5 separate regions of the Mus musculus genome follow, and all the other regions are linked to region 2. A link is a contact called in public Hi-C, HiCAR-type and promoter capture Hi-C data. All regions are on one chromosome and are shown on one strand. Each heading gives the region's core, a stretch centred on a gene start, on an enhancer-like site or on the middle of the called end of the contact. The rest is flanking DNA. Distances are from core to core; before and after follow the strand shown. Region 1 holds the start of Ankrd2 (ankyrin repeat domain 2 (stretch responsive muscle)). Region 2 holds the start of BC037704 (cDNA sequence BC037704). Region 3 holds the start of Slf2 (SMC5-SMC6 complex localization factor 2). Region 4 holds the start of Zfyve27 (zinc finger, FYVE domain containing 27). Region 5 holds the start of Avpi1 (arginine vasopressin-induced 1).

What was found. Promoter capture Hi-C pulls out the DNA fragments that hold promoters and counts their contacts. A called contact is a pair of places that touch in the nucleus more often than the background predicts. HiCAR-type assays count read pairs that join an accessible place to other places.
Region 1: a contact with region 2 is called in a promoter capture Hi-C map of liver, with 2.7 times the contacts expected there. The contact joins the promoter of Ankrd2 here to the promoter of BC037704 in region 2. A contact is called at or near these places in 2 of 39 promoter capture datasets (both in liver) and 1 of 115 datasets of contacts at active chromatin or transcription factors (astrocytes).
Region 3: a Hi-C map of CD8 T cells shows a contact between it and region 2, with 4 times the contacts expected there. The contact joins the promoter of Slf2 here to the promoter of BC037704 in region 2. A contact is called at or near these places in 4 of 39 promoter capture datasets (the C10 cell line, cranial neural crest, hippocampal neurons and 1 more), 1 of 484 Hi-C or Micro-C datasets (CD8 T cells), 2 of 115 datasets of contacts at active chromatin or transcription factors (microglia and pancreatic cancer cells) and 1 of 9 other capture datasets (liver).
Region 4: a HiCAR-type map of astrocytes shows a contact between it and region 2, with 4 times the contacts expected there. The contact joins the promoter of Zfyve27 here to the promoter of BC037704 in region 2. A contact is called at or near these places in 5 of 39 promoter capture datasets (embryonic stem cells, hippocampal neurons, liver and 1 more), 5 of 115 datasets of contacts at active chromatin or transcription factors (astrocytes, embryonic stem cells, large pre-B cells and 2 more) and 3 of 9 other capture datasets (adipose tissue, liver and pancreatic islet).
Region 5: a contact with region 2 is called in a promoter capture Hi-C map of stem cell-derived epiblast-like cells, with 3 times the contacts expected there. The contact joins the promoter of Avpi1 here to the promoter of BC037704 in region 2. A contact is called at or near these places in 9 of 39 promoter capture datasets (the 3T3-L1 cell line, the HPC-7 cell line, HPC-7-derived erythroid cells and 5 more), 11 of 115 datasets of contacts at active chromatin or transcription factors (astrocytes, bone marrow-derived macrophages, differentiating embryonic stem cells and 5 more) and 3 of 9 other capture datasets (adipose tissue, liver and macrophages).

What each region holds. Positions count from the first base shown.
Region 1 is chr19:42,034,676-42,037,375 of GRCm38.p6, forward strand. Ankrd2 (ankyrin repeat domain 2 (stretch responsive muscle)) reads left to right here and starts at 1,352. Exons shown (of 9, transcript NM_020033.2): 1 at 1,352-1,447. The coding sequence starts at 1,361.
Region 2 is chr19:43,673,735-43,676,434 of GRCm38.p6, forward strand. BC037704 (cDNA sequence BC037704) reads left to right here and starts at 1,444. Exons shown (of 1, transcript NR_045645.1): 1 at 1,444-2,700. Slc25a28 (solute carrier family 25, member 28) reads right to left here and starts at 1,147. Exons shown (of 4, transcript NM_145156.1): 1 at 742-1,147. The coding sequence starts at 1,032.
Region 3 is chr19:44,929,849-44,932,610 of GRCm38.p6, forward strand. It overlaps Slf2 (SMC5-SMC6 complex localization factor 2), which reads left to right and starts at 1,271. Exons shown (of 20, transcript NM_001081225.2): 1 at 1,271-1,602. The coding sequence starts at 1,463.
Region 4 is chr19:42,169,299-42,171,998 of GRCm38.p6, forward strand. Zfyve27 (zinc finger, FYVE domain containing 27) reads left to right here and starts at 1,269. Exons shown (of 13, transcript NM_177319.3): 1 at 1,269-1,487; 2 at 2,248-2,445. The coding sequence starts at 2,249.
Region 5 is chr19:42,127,511-42,130,367 of GRCm38.p6, forward strand. It overlaps Avpi1 (arginine vasopressin-induced 1), which reads right to left and starts at 1,483. Exons shown (of 3, transcript NM_027106.4): 1 at 1,361-1,483.

The DNA.
Region 1 (2,700 bases), core at 102-2,601, 1.6 Mb before region 2:
CGCCAGCCAGCCGGAGCCCAGAGCTTCTGCTGGCTTGGCTGCAGATGGGCACAGCAGAGCATCCAACTGATGCTCCTCCTGGGGGCCCTAGTCTCATCCAACCTCGCTGTGTTCTGTGGGTCCTGAAAAAGGCCACTTCACCTCTGAACACAGTTTGCTTTCCTTTAATGGAGAGATGGTGCCTCCCACCCTGCCTCCTGCAGCAGTTGCTGGGACAATTATGTGTCTGTGTGTGTGTGTGTGTGTGTGTGTGTGTGTGTGTTGGGGGGCGGTCCAGATAGGAAAAGTGAAGGAGCACCCACAGAGGGCAGCATAGCCATGTGGCAACCACCCCACAGGGCCCACATGGGATGCTGTGTCAGAGCGTGGGATGACAAGCTTCCAGAAATGTGCGAGCCAGAGACAGACAGGGCTGTCTCCTCCTGTTTCTTCTGCAGGACTGTGTACATCACCAGAGGGGAATCTCGGGTGCCACTTGCAGTTGTAGAAGTATGGAACATTTGTAGTCCACTGGCAGATTAAACCTAGCTCATAATGACCTCGGGCTCCAGGCTGGGAGTCCCAGGCGAGGAGCTCAAGTGCAGGTCTGCCTTTCCTCTGTGTATTCTCTGTTCTCGGGGAGTGTGACCAGCTCCGCCCACGGCAGTCTGGCATCGCCTAGTACTCGTGAGATGGCCTTAGCTCTGAACTCTGACTTCCTGAGCTCTTAAAACAACACTAGGTTCTGCTGAGGACTCCAGGAAGATGAAACAAACAGATGGACAGGTTCTGTTCATGGCTAATGGACACGCCATGCAGCATAGCCGTGTTTCCCTAGGGCCCATGGGACCCATAGCAGCCACCAGAGGGCAGCAGCCGTTCCAGCTCTTGCTTGGAGAAGGTCTCGGATGCCCACAGGTCTGCTGGGGCTCATACTTGGTTTTTCAGGCTCCCCTGCCTGGCACAAGCTAGACAGCATTTCTGGGCATCCAGCAGGTGGCACTCCAGCCAGACCAATGGCAGCATGTAGGTCCTTTGCAGCCCGTTCACCCTGGCTAAGACTTAGCCAGTTCCCAGCACTGAGGACACACTGGACAGGCCTCTTTCCCGCAGCTGTCCTTCGGGGCGGTGTGCCTTCTGGCTCTGGTAGGCCAGAGGTTAGGGGAGGGGCAAGTTCCCTGGCCTGGACAGTGGCTTCCCATGCTCCCTGGGGCTGTCCGAGGTGAAGGTGACAGGTGGGGGAGGCAGGTGGAGAGTTGAGCTAGTAAGCTCATGACAGATGGAGAAACGAGCCTGTGAGCTAATGACAAAGGCGCCCAGTGGGCGGGGTGGGTGCTTGGGCCTATAAAGACCCCATGCCCTGTGGCTTGCAGAAACAGTCATGGAGGGTACCATGGAGGGGCCCGAGGCGGTGCAGAGAGCCACAGAGCTCATCGAGCAGCGGCTTGCCCAGGAGGAAGAGACTGAGGTGGGAGCTGAGGTGAAGGGTGTCGGGGAGGGAGGGAGGGGGGCCTCAGGGTTAACGGTTGGTCCATCTGTGCTGTCATGAGAAGGGAAAGTCGGCTGCTACCTGGGTCCAGACAACATGCTACTTCCCAGGGCCCAAGCGGGATGTTCCTAACATGGTTGTGGGTGGTGGGAGATGGGGCTTCAGCCCCGCAAACAGGCACTTGGAGGGGGCAGGCCTTCCCGAGACCCTGCCCACTCACCTGGGCTTCAAGAGATAGACTGGACTGGACAGAGAAGACAGATGAGTATTCTCTGGGAAAACCAGAAAGGTAAGGTCCTGACACACACACACACACACACACACACACACAGAATGTCCCCTGGATGCCAGGGCTGGTTGCTGCGGGAGAGCAAACTGACAGGAGTCAGGAAAGGAGATGGGGAAGGGCAGCTGGGACTTAGCCAGGACTGTTGGCAGAGGCCTAATGCACACACGGGTACGTTTTCTCTTGGCTAAGTTAAGTGGGGCTGGACTACTGACTGGTCCTGCTCTACATCTTATTCAAAAACAGTTGAGCCAGGTGTGGTGGTACAATCCTATAATCTCAGAGGTGGAGCCAGCCTGGGCTACATGGTGAGATTACCCCCCCCTGGGGTGGGGGTAGAGGACCAGGAGCCTAGAGTCCAGTGCGTAGGGCGAAGGTGGGCACTAATTGTAACCTTTTATTTGTATCATCAACTAAGAAGAAGGCAGAGGGCAGAAACGGGCGTATGGAAAATGGAGAGTAGTGATGAATGGGTGGGTGAGCCCTTCTGGTCCTCTGGGACTACTCTGGTCAGGATGGAGTGTGAGCTGGACCTTTGGGATTAAGAAGTGTGGTCGGGATGTGGGGAGAGGTACTTGAGGCTAAACAGCAGATAGATAAAAGTGGTCATGAAAATGTGTGACAGACACCAAGAGCTGGGGCTAGAAAGAGGGCCAAGGACAAACCAGAGAAGACCAGGTAAGAGGTGCAGGCTCCGTGAGCAGTGAGGACCACTGACTGTTAAGAGTGCTGTGCCACTGTCTGACCTGTTATAGAGCCGGTTCTGATGTTGCTGATGTTATTAGAGGGGGAAGGGGGAGCCTATCGGAACTCAGAGGCCCCCATCATTTAAGAGAAGTGATGAGCTCAGATTTATCAAGGGGAGTGTGGACAGCAGCCGAGCATCCCAGGAATCTCGCTCCTCCCTCCCCCGAGAGCGTGTGCCCATGGCTGCTGCTGCTGGACA
Region 2 (2,700 bases), core at 194-2,693:
CAAATTCAGGGGCCCAACGAAAGAGACTATCAGTTTCACCTCTGTTGTGTAAGGGGCTGATGCACTTGCTCCCTCAACATAGAATCTTAGTCCCAGCTCAATTTTTACGTTCAGGAAATAGATGGGCTACCAATCTTGCCTCGCAGAGAAACCGAAACCGTTTTTCTTAACATGCCTTATTCCCACATCCATTCCAGTCTGGAACTCTCACTTTTGACTGCACAATGATTTTTTTTTCAACCACTCCCAGGTTAAGATTTAATACGTACTTTTATCTAGCTGAGAGATCCCAGATTCCGGTTCCTGCCCCGTCACTTTAAAGGAAAGACGCAGCAAGGAGCTTGTGAAAGCGCCGACCCGAAGCACATCTCAACCCAAGCTATCGGATAGAGTTCACCGTCTGATTTCATGCCAGCTGGTTTGTTATAGACTTACCTGTGCTTCGGGATCCCCCCCCCCCAATCCCATCCCATCCCTGCTTAGTCCCAATCGGGATCAAGTCTTTGGCTGACAAGATTTTTGCTTCGCCTCACTGACCGTTAGAAGTAAGTCCTGGTTCCTGACTGAGCTCATCTACCAGCCAGGACTTTGCTTGCACGGAGTATTGGCTCAAACCGTGTGTAGAGGTAGGAGCCAGGAAGAAACCTATCAGCTCTGGGTCTCAGTTGGGATTCTGGCTCTAAACAAGGTTCAGGGTCGGGTCAGCCCCAGGTCCGGTTCGCAGCCTGGTCCAGGTCTCACCTTGACGCAGTCGATCGGGTACATCACGCAATGCTCCAGGATCCCTGCCACGGCGCCCGCCACCATGTGCGTGGTGACAGTGGCTCCAGCCGGCAGCGCTTCGTATTCCGGGCCGGACTCCGGATCCAGCCGTACAGGGGGCTGATAGGCCCCCGCCTCCCCGCCGCCGGCCCCCCGGCCCACGCCCCGCTGCAGCCACCCGTCCAGCAGCGCCGACTCCCCGGGGCTCCGCCCGGGCCCAGCAGCTGGTCCTCCCGCCACGCCGCCTGCACTCCGCCCCTCCAACTCCATCCACTTCGGCCAGCCGCGGCGCCCACACGCGCCGCCGCTGCCGCCACCACTGCCGCCGCCCCCCGGCCCCGTTGCGTCCGCCTCAGGCGCGGCCCAGAGAGCCCGGGGCCTCCGGCTCCCGCTTGGCCCCGAGGACACGCCCCCCAGACAGCCATTGGTGTAGGCCCTAACGTGTCTCCGCCCCCTTTTTACGGAGCCAAAATGTATCTGTGTTATTCGTCAGATAGCTTGTCATTAGTCCCGTAGGTCCCACCCCTTCCCCTTTGATCTTGGAAGCGTCTTGTTTATTGGCTCTTGATTGGCGGACTTGCCCGATCGACCCGCCCCTAGCGTTTCGGAGGCGGGAGAAACGTAAAGCTGAACTTTGATAGGCTCAACCGCTCTAGCTACTTTGGCGGTGGCCATTGGCCCGAACCACTTCGTTCTTCCATTGGATGTGGAGAGAAGCGCCTGGAGGACAGGGACCGGCTCCCGGCTGTACCCCGGCGCGGCGTGCGTGGCGGTCGGGACTGCCGGGGAGAGGGGGCGGTGCCAGCCAGACCTTCAAGGTCAAACCGCTGTCGGTTGCCGTTAGGACGCGTGCTCTGGCGTGCACCGGGTGTCGAGTAGCACGGTGCGACTGTTCCCGCGGGATCTCAGGCGGGGGCGGAGTCAGCCCGGACCCTGCGTCCCCTGGCACGGCCCAACCCGCCGCTAGGGGAGATCGGCTGTGAGCCTCGGGTGGCTCTGGAGTGGTGTGCCATCAGCGCAGATCCGCTCGCCTTGGGCCTCCCACCCAAAGCCGCCTAGTGAACCCTCCAGTGGGTGGACCGATGAGCTCTCATTGGGTGGACTCTGCGTTGGGAAAGGAGAAGGCGAAATGGGATGGTTCGGAGGCGACGACAGGTGTCAGGGTCTTGGAGCACCATCCCAATCGCGGCAGAGCAACTGCTGATGCCTGGGAGTGGAGCTTGTTCCGAGACATACACTTGAACTTCGTATCCCGAGCTCGCTTGCTGATAAACTCCACCGGGTCTGATGGCTGTCCGCTCTCTCTCTCCGGGACCGCTGAGCTGCTGCTTCTTGAGAACCGCTCCCCGGTTGTAAAACGATGCTAGGGACGTCTGGTCCTCAGGGCCACTACCTTGAGCAGAAGCGGGCACTGAAGCGACTCTCGAGCCTCAGCCTCTACTGAGGAGCGAGGGCCCCTTTCCGCTCGCTGGTTCTGCAGGCTACCTCAGGCTCCCTTCTCAGCAGCGTGTTTGCACACGCTTCCCCAGTTTCTAGCTCTGCCTTTACAACCTATTTTAATGAGATGATGACGCAATTGCAAACTTTTCCATCTTTTCGTAGCGCTTCCTTAGAACGGTTGGAGGCTTTTCCATTTCCTCTCTAAAGCTTAGCCCTTCGGCGGACGGGTCTTTCAACTAATCTTTGGCAGTAGTTACTAACGTTTGTGTCGTGATCTCTTGGAAAATAAAGCTCTTAAGTTCCCAACCCCATCCCCAGTCACACACAAAACTGCTTTTTATTTCGGGTTTCAGCGTGAAGGAGATTCCGTTAACCTCGGGTTAAGAATTCTTCCCCACATCATATACAGACTTCTTGCTACCCTGCACTTTTCTCTGAGAGATGAATAGATCTCAAAAAAGCCTCCACCCCCCAGTCCTGTTAAAATATCAATTTTCT
Region 3 (2,762 bases), core at 21-2,520, 1.3 Mb after region 2:
TTACAATAGGATTACAAGCCTTCCCTAAAAAAAAAAAAAAAACTGGCCGGGTACTGCAGGAAATCTGAAGCCCAAAGGAAAGAGAATCTTGTATTTGTACCAATTACACGAGAGAATCTAAACCTGTTTACATTGCTGGGTTTTATTACTTAAAATTACCCAGAGAAGATGGGCAGTGGTGGCCCACGCCTTTAATCCCAGCATTTGGGAGGCAGAGACCGGCCATTTTTCTGAGTTCAAGGCCAGCCTGGTCTACAGTCAGTTCCAGGACAGCCAGGGCTATACAGAGAAACCCTGTGTGTGTGGGGGGGGGGGGGGGAAGTGGGGGGGACAAGGGAAATTACCCAGAGAAGTGAGTAACTATACCCATTCTATACACATGGGAAGTGAAGTTTTAAATTACTCTGACCAGTTCCTCGGTCTGCAAAAAAACCCAGCTGGAGAGATAGCTCAGTGGTTAAGAGTACTAGTTGCTACTTCCAGAGGTCCTGAGTTCAATTCCACCAACCCTAAGGTGGCTCACAACCTCATGCTCTATTGTCATTCAGGCATACATGCAAATTGAGCACCATATACATAAATAAAAACTTAAAGAAATCCAACCTAACAGCCTCTTCAAAGCACAAGTCCTTTACTGATAAGGAAAAGAAGTCTATGTGCTGCGACTTCATGGGGAAACCCATTAGAGACAAAACGCTTTGACAGAATAAAAATGTCTAATTCAATGACTGAGTGCTCCCCCGCCCCCTCCCTTACAAAACAAAACAAAACAAAACAAAAAAACGGAACAACTATATCACAGTATAGAAGATCCCTCACAGAACGGTCAAATCACATTATAAGAGAAGGAACAGAAAGGAAATGGTGACAGCATTTTGGCCTAAGATGCCAAAGTGACTATGAAATATTAGGGCAGCTGTAGCACAATCGTCACAAATGTTGGCCATCTTCACTACAGACAGCTGCAGGCTCGGTTTTACTTCTGCAAATCTCACCCCTAGCCCTCGATCAGGCGGCTGTCGCCAGCTGTCGTAACACCCGCCACTGCCTCTTCTTTCCCACTCCCACGCACCGGCCAAGGCCGCCGCGGCCCCGACGAGGAGGCGCGCGCCCCAGGCGCACGTGACGGGCCCGGGGAGGGCAGTTTTCAATCTCCCCTCCCCCTTCCAAAAAACCCGCCCTCTCCCGGCAGGCGGAGGCTTTCTATTGCGCTACCACCAGAGTGACCCTCAGGTCAGCCAATCGCGACGCGGCACCTCAAGAAAGGCCCGCCCCCTGATGGTCCTCAGGTTCCTTCCCGCTCACACCGGAGTCACTTCCGAAGAGAGAACCGCCATGAAGAGAGTAGGGGGTGCCGCCCACCTCTGCACCGACAGCCTCCCCGAGTCCCAGCAGCAAGACGGCAACCACGCACCCAGCTTCTCCAGCCACAGCTCATGCCGCCGTCGCCAGCGGCGCCGACATGACAAGGCGCTGCATGCCCGCTAGGCCAGGTTTCCCCTCATCCCCAGCCCCGGGGTCGTCGCCCCCGCGCTGCCATCTGAGACCCGGTAGTACCGCCCCTGCTGCAGCGGGAAAAAGAACAGAGAGTCCTGGGGACAGGTACAGTGCAGAGGGCTTGAGAAGGGGCCGGGTCGCGGGGGCACGGGTATAGGGGAGGACTACGGACGGCTGCTCTTCAGTTCCCGCCATCCTCAGCGAGCTCAGGCCTTGATGTTCTGGGGCCTGCAAGCCCTCGCCCCGCCTCCGCGCGGGGGCTTCTGGGAGTTGAAGTCTCCTTTTCTGTAGTTGAGGTGTTGCTTTTGGTCTAGTGACCACCAGCCTAGATGGCTGCGGAGAGCCCGCTTTAGGTAGAAGGTTGTTTTTCTCCTTTTCGAGCGCTTGCCCTGGGGCCCTCCCTTCTCGAAGCCTCTATTTAGATCGTTCTGATCCTGGTGGTTTCTTGAGTTTAATTATGTAAGATGTGATAAGGAAAACCCACGAATTACTTAATAGTACAGTGTACACGACCATTCATACTAAAAACATTTTTGGAATGCGCCTGTTTTCTCTTTGAGTGACTTTCTCCCTCACCAACAGACCTTTCTTTTTCTATTTCCTTTTTCTTCCTTTCTTTTTTTATATGGTAAGGATTTTCTGGGAGCTATGTAATGATGGAGAATTTCATCATATGACATCCTCTGACAATAAAACATTCAAATTATCTACGAACTTGGTACTGTCTTTTTTTTTTTTTTTTTAAGAATTGGTAACAGACGTTTTAAGTTTATGCTTTAATATTGTAGCACAGATTCACAATCCTTTATCTTAATTCTGAAGGACAGAAGGCTGTGAAAAACAACTATTTTCATTGCTTCCTACCACAGCCGCCTTGGCAGCCAAGCCAGGTTGATCAGAGCTAATATAAGGTTTGTGGGTGGTACTGAGTGTGAGTGTTGATAAGCTTTGCTGGAGAAATAGTAATATTTTGGCTACAGGTTGCAGCGCCAGATCCTGCTGGGGGCTGCACATAATACATTCAAGTTATTTCCCCTCCAAAATCCAATAAATTGAGAATTCTAACACGTTTGGTTCCAGCACTTTCAGATTAAAGGCTTGTAAAACTGTCATAATTTTTTTTAACCAGTTATACATAAGTAATGGATATTTCTGTGTGCTTGAACTTAGGAAACAATTATTTTACCTCTACAGAGTTCGTTTATAGTTTCATGGTTTACCAAAAGTCATTTTTCCATTCAGGTGTATTGGAGAGTAGTATTAGA
Region 4 (2,700 bases), core at 19-2,518, 1.5 Mb before region 2:
AGAGATGCTGGACGAGATGTCAGTGAAGCTTTGGGGTAGCTCAGAGGAGGGGTTATTGTCGGCTGAACAGCTAGGGAAGGCTGCTCACAGCTGACTCCTGCTATGATGGCTTGCTTGGGTTTGGATGGAAGCAAGAATCGGGGCAGGCAGGTGTGACAAGCAATCTGAGGACTTGGCAAGAGTCCAGGGCCCTTGCAGGTAACAAAGAGGGTTCAGCTGGCTGAGACTGAGGCACCTGAGAGAGAACAGCAGGACAGATGAAGCCAGTGGATGCAGCCTCGTGTGGGTGGTGGTATGGCTGGGGTTGCTGGCATCCAGTGATGTATTTGGCTCAAATCCCAGCTCCGAGCAGTTTATGTGCTGTGACATTAAAGAAGTTACTTACCATGACTACAACTCCTCATCTGTGAAATGGTGATAACCCCGATAGGGTTATTGAAGGAGGAACAGATAAGATAATGTGCACAAAAAGCTTAGTGTACTGCCTGCCTGCTGGTTAAATGGAAACCCATGGGAGGTGTGTTTTAAGGGACAACAGCTGGGTCACAAGATGTGAAGAGGATAGAGCTAGGAACGGCCTGCACAGGACCTTGAACACAGCAGCTACGGACCACCGTTCCGTCTCTGCTAATGTTGTAACCCTCGAAATTACTGATACTACTAGAGAAACTTCAGTGTCGTGTACAGTTTGTCTCTGCGTTCTCACGGCAAGCACTATAGCAGACAGCTGGTTTCTGTGCTGCTGTGTCTTCCTGCAGCAAGCCAGGGGCTCTCTCACCGTTAAAATGGCACTACCCATAGGCACCTGACATACAAGATGTGTTTTCTGTCTTCCCTAGGTTCTCAGAGCTTCTATCCACATTTTCTTTCTTTTTTTTTATCCTTCTCCATCCCTGCCCCCACACGCCCCACTTTTTTTTTTTTTTTTTTTTTTTTTTTTGAGCCAGAAGCTCCCATAGCCAAGACTGGCCTTGAACTTGCAATACTCCAGCCTCAGAAACCAAAAGGCTGTGGTTACAAGTGTGTCACCACGCTAGACTCTCTAACTGTCCTTGCTGTAATGTTCCGGAGCTAGGCTGGCTCCCAGGTCCTAGGACTCCCGGGCATTAAACGAGTCATCTCTTGGGTGGCAGGAACAGAGTTAACCAGAAATTAGCCAAGGAGGGAAGAGTGCGCAGGCGCAGTATCAACGCGCTTGCTCACCTGCGCTTGGGTGGGAGGAGCTAAGCCCGGAGGCCGGACCCAAGGCGGGACGGGCGCGGTGACGTCACGGGCGCGCCACCGCAGAGTGAGTCGCGTCCCGGAAGCGACGGCGGTGGAGGGGCAGACGGTTCCCGGGTGGACCTGCGACTTCGGAGCGTCGGTGGGAGGTGGCGTGGCGTGGCGTGGGGTGGGGCGGGCCTGGCCTGAGGGACCGCTCCGGGGCTTGGTGGCCCTTCTGTCCCCCTGGCCGTTCCTGTCTCTTCCTTTCCTGGGACAGCGTCCGGGTAGGTGACGACCGTGACGCCCCAGCCTCACTGTATTTATTTACGGAGCCTGGCCCTCCGGCCCTCCCACCGCGTGTGGGTCGCCACCTGCAGGCACAGCGACCTTAGGCGTGTCCTGCCCTGCGCGGCCTCAGACAGGCTGGTGGTCTGGGCCTCTGTCGGCACTGACCTGCTAAGCCTGTCTCGCGCTTGCTTGGGTTCCCTTTCTCCCTAGCTCGTCCTGTCGAGAGTTTGGGGTCCAGTCGACCCCTTTCCAAGTGATGAATGGGAGCCAGGGTTAAGAGCGTGATAAGAGTGTTGTTAGGAGAAATTCATGAACCTCTGGGAGCCCTGGTAAGGGTCTCCCAGTGTACACTGGCGCGTTCATAAAGACTTCCCAGGACAAGATGGTCCCCCTTACCCTGACACCTGAAGGAGGAGCTAAAGATAGGAGAAAGATGTCACAGGACATCTTTTCTCTTGGCATTACCTACTGCCTTCTTTCAACAACCTGGTTATTAATGGTTTATATGCTCTTGAAAGGTCTGTGAGGGAAAGGAGCGTTGGAGGGGCTCATGAAGAGTGATAGGCTTTATAGCGAAGACATCCCCTTCACCCTGCTACTTCCTACTTCAGTAGGAATAAAATTTCTTGCAGTGTGAGATGGGTATTCGCGTTCACCTCTCACAGTTAACCTTAGGAACCACACGAACTGTAATGCAAGGGGGAAATGTGTTGTAGTCTGGAAGTGCATCGTGAGTGTAGGGATTTACGATTACAGAATGCAGACTTCGGATCGGGACCTGAGTGGGCCGGAGGCGAGCCCCAGCGGGATGCCTGAGGTTCTCTCTGAGTGTCCACCTGCCCCTACCAAGTCAGCAGCGTTTGATCTCTTCAACCTGGTCCTGTCCTACAAGAGGCTGGAGATCTACCTGGAACCCCTGAAGGATGCAGGGGACGGTGTTCGATACTTGCTAAGGTACAGACTTTAGGGTTCCTTTGTTCTTCCTCTGGGCTCTCCTGTCTCCCTGGTCTTTAGCAGTTCTGGCCAGCTAGGCAGTAGTTGGGCTATCCTTTCTGCTCTAGCGATGACTAGTTCTGGGGAGACTTGTGTGACCTTTAGGTGTATTCAGGTCTACTTGTGTTCCAGCGCTATGCAGGGAAGGTGGGAACTGAGAACCACTTGGTCTTCATCAGGACTGTAGTTGGATAAGCTCCTCTTAGGGACTGCTGG
Region 5 (2,857 bases), core at 233-2,732, 1.5 Mb before region 2:
AAGGACTTGTCGCAAAACACTACAAATGGACCCTAGAGCGTCAGAATGAACCCCCAGAGTAAATACTGAGGATGGCAAAGTTCAACATCTTTTGAATTGGGCATTAAAGGAAGGACATACTATAGAGCTCTTAACTCGACGCTTCTCTGCCTTGGAAGTGAAGAAAGAAACTGGGCCCCTACTCCAGACCCATTTTCAGGCATGACTTGAAAAATGAACTAACAGAGCAAGGAAAAGATCCTTTTGAAAGAATTCAAAACCCCTAAGGTGGCAGTGACGCTGACCACTGAGTGACCTTGGACAAGTCACTTTTCCTTTGCTTTGTTCATCAATCAAAATAGTGAGAGGGAAAATCCTCACTGGGTACAGAGATGAAATATGAATGACCATCCTAGTACCTGGCCTACTGTGGACACTCAACATTGTACATTGGTTGAATGAAAAATGATGCGAAGAGAAAGCTATTAACAAGACTATATAGAACCATGGCCGTGGTTAATTTAGCACTGACGTACAAACTACTCAGAGGGCTTCAAAGACAGGCTCATCTGTGCACTTTTAAAACCATGGCTACATAGAAGGAAGCTTGCTGCGTCAAGCAAGAAGAGCACTTTTGAGGACCTTTTGGTCCTCCTGTCAGGTGGCATCCTAATCCCCTGTTAGCGGGCACTATTGTTAAACACATTTTCCAGATGAAAAAGCTGACCTCTTGAAGTGGTGACTTGCTCAACTCCACAAGGCTGGTAGGTGATCTTAGGCTATTAACCAGGTGGTCAGACCTGGGCGCCTTACCAGTGTTACTTTCATTCTTTCCAGGTGGCTGAGAAGGTGGTCAAAAGAAACGTGGGGGCAGAAGGTTCTGAAACCTCTAAGACCGTGCCATCTTCGTCTGGGGGTTTTGGAGGTCGCCACTGATTCGCAGACAGGATTCCCACGCCAGCCTCTTCGCTGGACTTAGAGCAAGCGGAGCTAGAGTAGAGCCCTCTGGGAAGTTAGATCGGTGTCGGGTCAACCTATTGCCAGTTCCAGGAGACCCCAATCGGGATCCGGCGGCCAAGACGCCTACTGTAACCTCTCTCGGGCTTTGGGAAAAGGGCGAGCGCAGCTCTGGGCTCCTGCCCTGAAAGTGATCACAAAGGCCAAGCGGAGGTGACTGGCTGGCTAAGAGATTGAGAGAGGATATCTTGGCCGAAGTTACAGGACGACATCCCCACCACAGTGAGCCCCAGGGCTCAAAGGTGGCGACTGACAGAGAGAAGCCCCTAAGTGGATCTAGGATGTGAGACCCAGCGGATTCCCAGCTGCGACCGTCGGCCCGCGCGCTCCCACGCACAGCTGAGCCGGACCGTGGCCTACCTACCTGGTTGCCTTAGCTGCCCGAGGCAGGCGGAACGCAGCCGGGAGCCTGGCCGGGCCACCTGGATCACGGCCACAGTTCCTCAGAGAAAGTGCTCCGAGCCCCTTCAACAGCCAATCCTCGGTCACAGCCTTAGAGCGAGAAGCCGAGCCAACTTCGCCAAATCGAACGCGGAGCCTTCGCGGACCAATCAGCTGCTGCAGGGGGGAGGGGCGTGCCTTATCCCTCCCTTTTCCCGTGCCCGCCTCCAAACCCAGTGCGGAGATTCCTTGAGTCCAATCATCTAGGGAGTATCGGCGAGGGGCGTGTCCTCCGGGTCCTCCCCATCCTCCCAGCTCACCTGCCCTCCCCACGCCTGGAGGCGCCCCCTTGATTGACGTCAGTCCCAGGGGCGGGCTCTGCTTTGCGGGCACGCAGGCGGGGCGGGGTCGCATTCCTGACACGGGGTGCGGCTGGAGACCGCGGGCCCTGCAGGGTACACGTGACAAGTGCCCCTTTTCTCTGGGTCGAGTCCAACGCACGTGGCGTAGGGTTTCACTGTTAAGATCCTCATAACCTACAGTTCCTAAAACTCCCTTCACCTCCCGGGCCTCCTGGGCCTGCATTCAGAATGATTTACAAATCTTGTAGCGACTGTGCCAGTTTGGTTACCTAAGGAGAACTTAACAGCTCTTTGGACATCTTTCACTGAGACCCTTTCCAGTTCAGTTTCCTTGACGGGCTGTAAGAGAACTGCAACCCTTACCTTGAGGTAGTTAACAGCCTAGCGACAGAGGCTAACACTGAACCACCACTTGGTATGTGACTACAATCATGATCACATGAAGTTGAAAGAAGGTAAAGAGGAAGGAAGCATCTTTGAGAGGTCCTGGAAGCCACAAGAAGGAGCATAACCAGTAAAGAAAGGAGCTAACGTTTTTAGAACGAGGAAGAATGGGCCTGGGCAGAATAAAGGAAGAGAGGGAAGAAAGCACGCTGGAGCCAGGACGGCTTTTCTCCAGAGGGATAAAATAAGGCCTGGAGATCCGCTATAAATAGCAAGGTAGCCATGGTGGGAGGATGTAGGTAGGCAGTGACGTTTGCATTTGCCCCTCTGAGGCTCTATAAGCAAGGAAATAGAGTGATTTGTACTTATGAATAGGCATTCTGCGGTCTTTACAAGTCTTTACAGAGTGACTATAATGTGGTCAGCCCTTTACAAGGGTTAATTTATTCCCCACCACCAACAACAACAACCGTGGCGTGGCACTAAATTTGCATTTTCAGAAGGTCTCACCAGTTCCAAGGAAGCCGGGTTGGAAAGGACAAATGACTGCAGGGGATCTGTGAGGCTCTTTTTTAGTTCTTCACTGCTGTGAGCATGCTGAGAAAATGCTCCGTCCCTGAGCTACTGTGTGCCACTTCTTGTCTGTCTATCTGTCCGGCTGCCTTTCTGTTTCACTGAGATGGGTTTTACTTTGTAGTTCAGACTGGCCTGGAATTTCCATCCTCCTGGCTCAG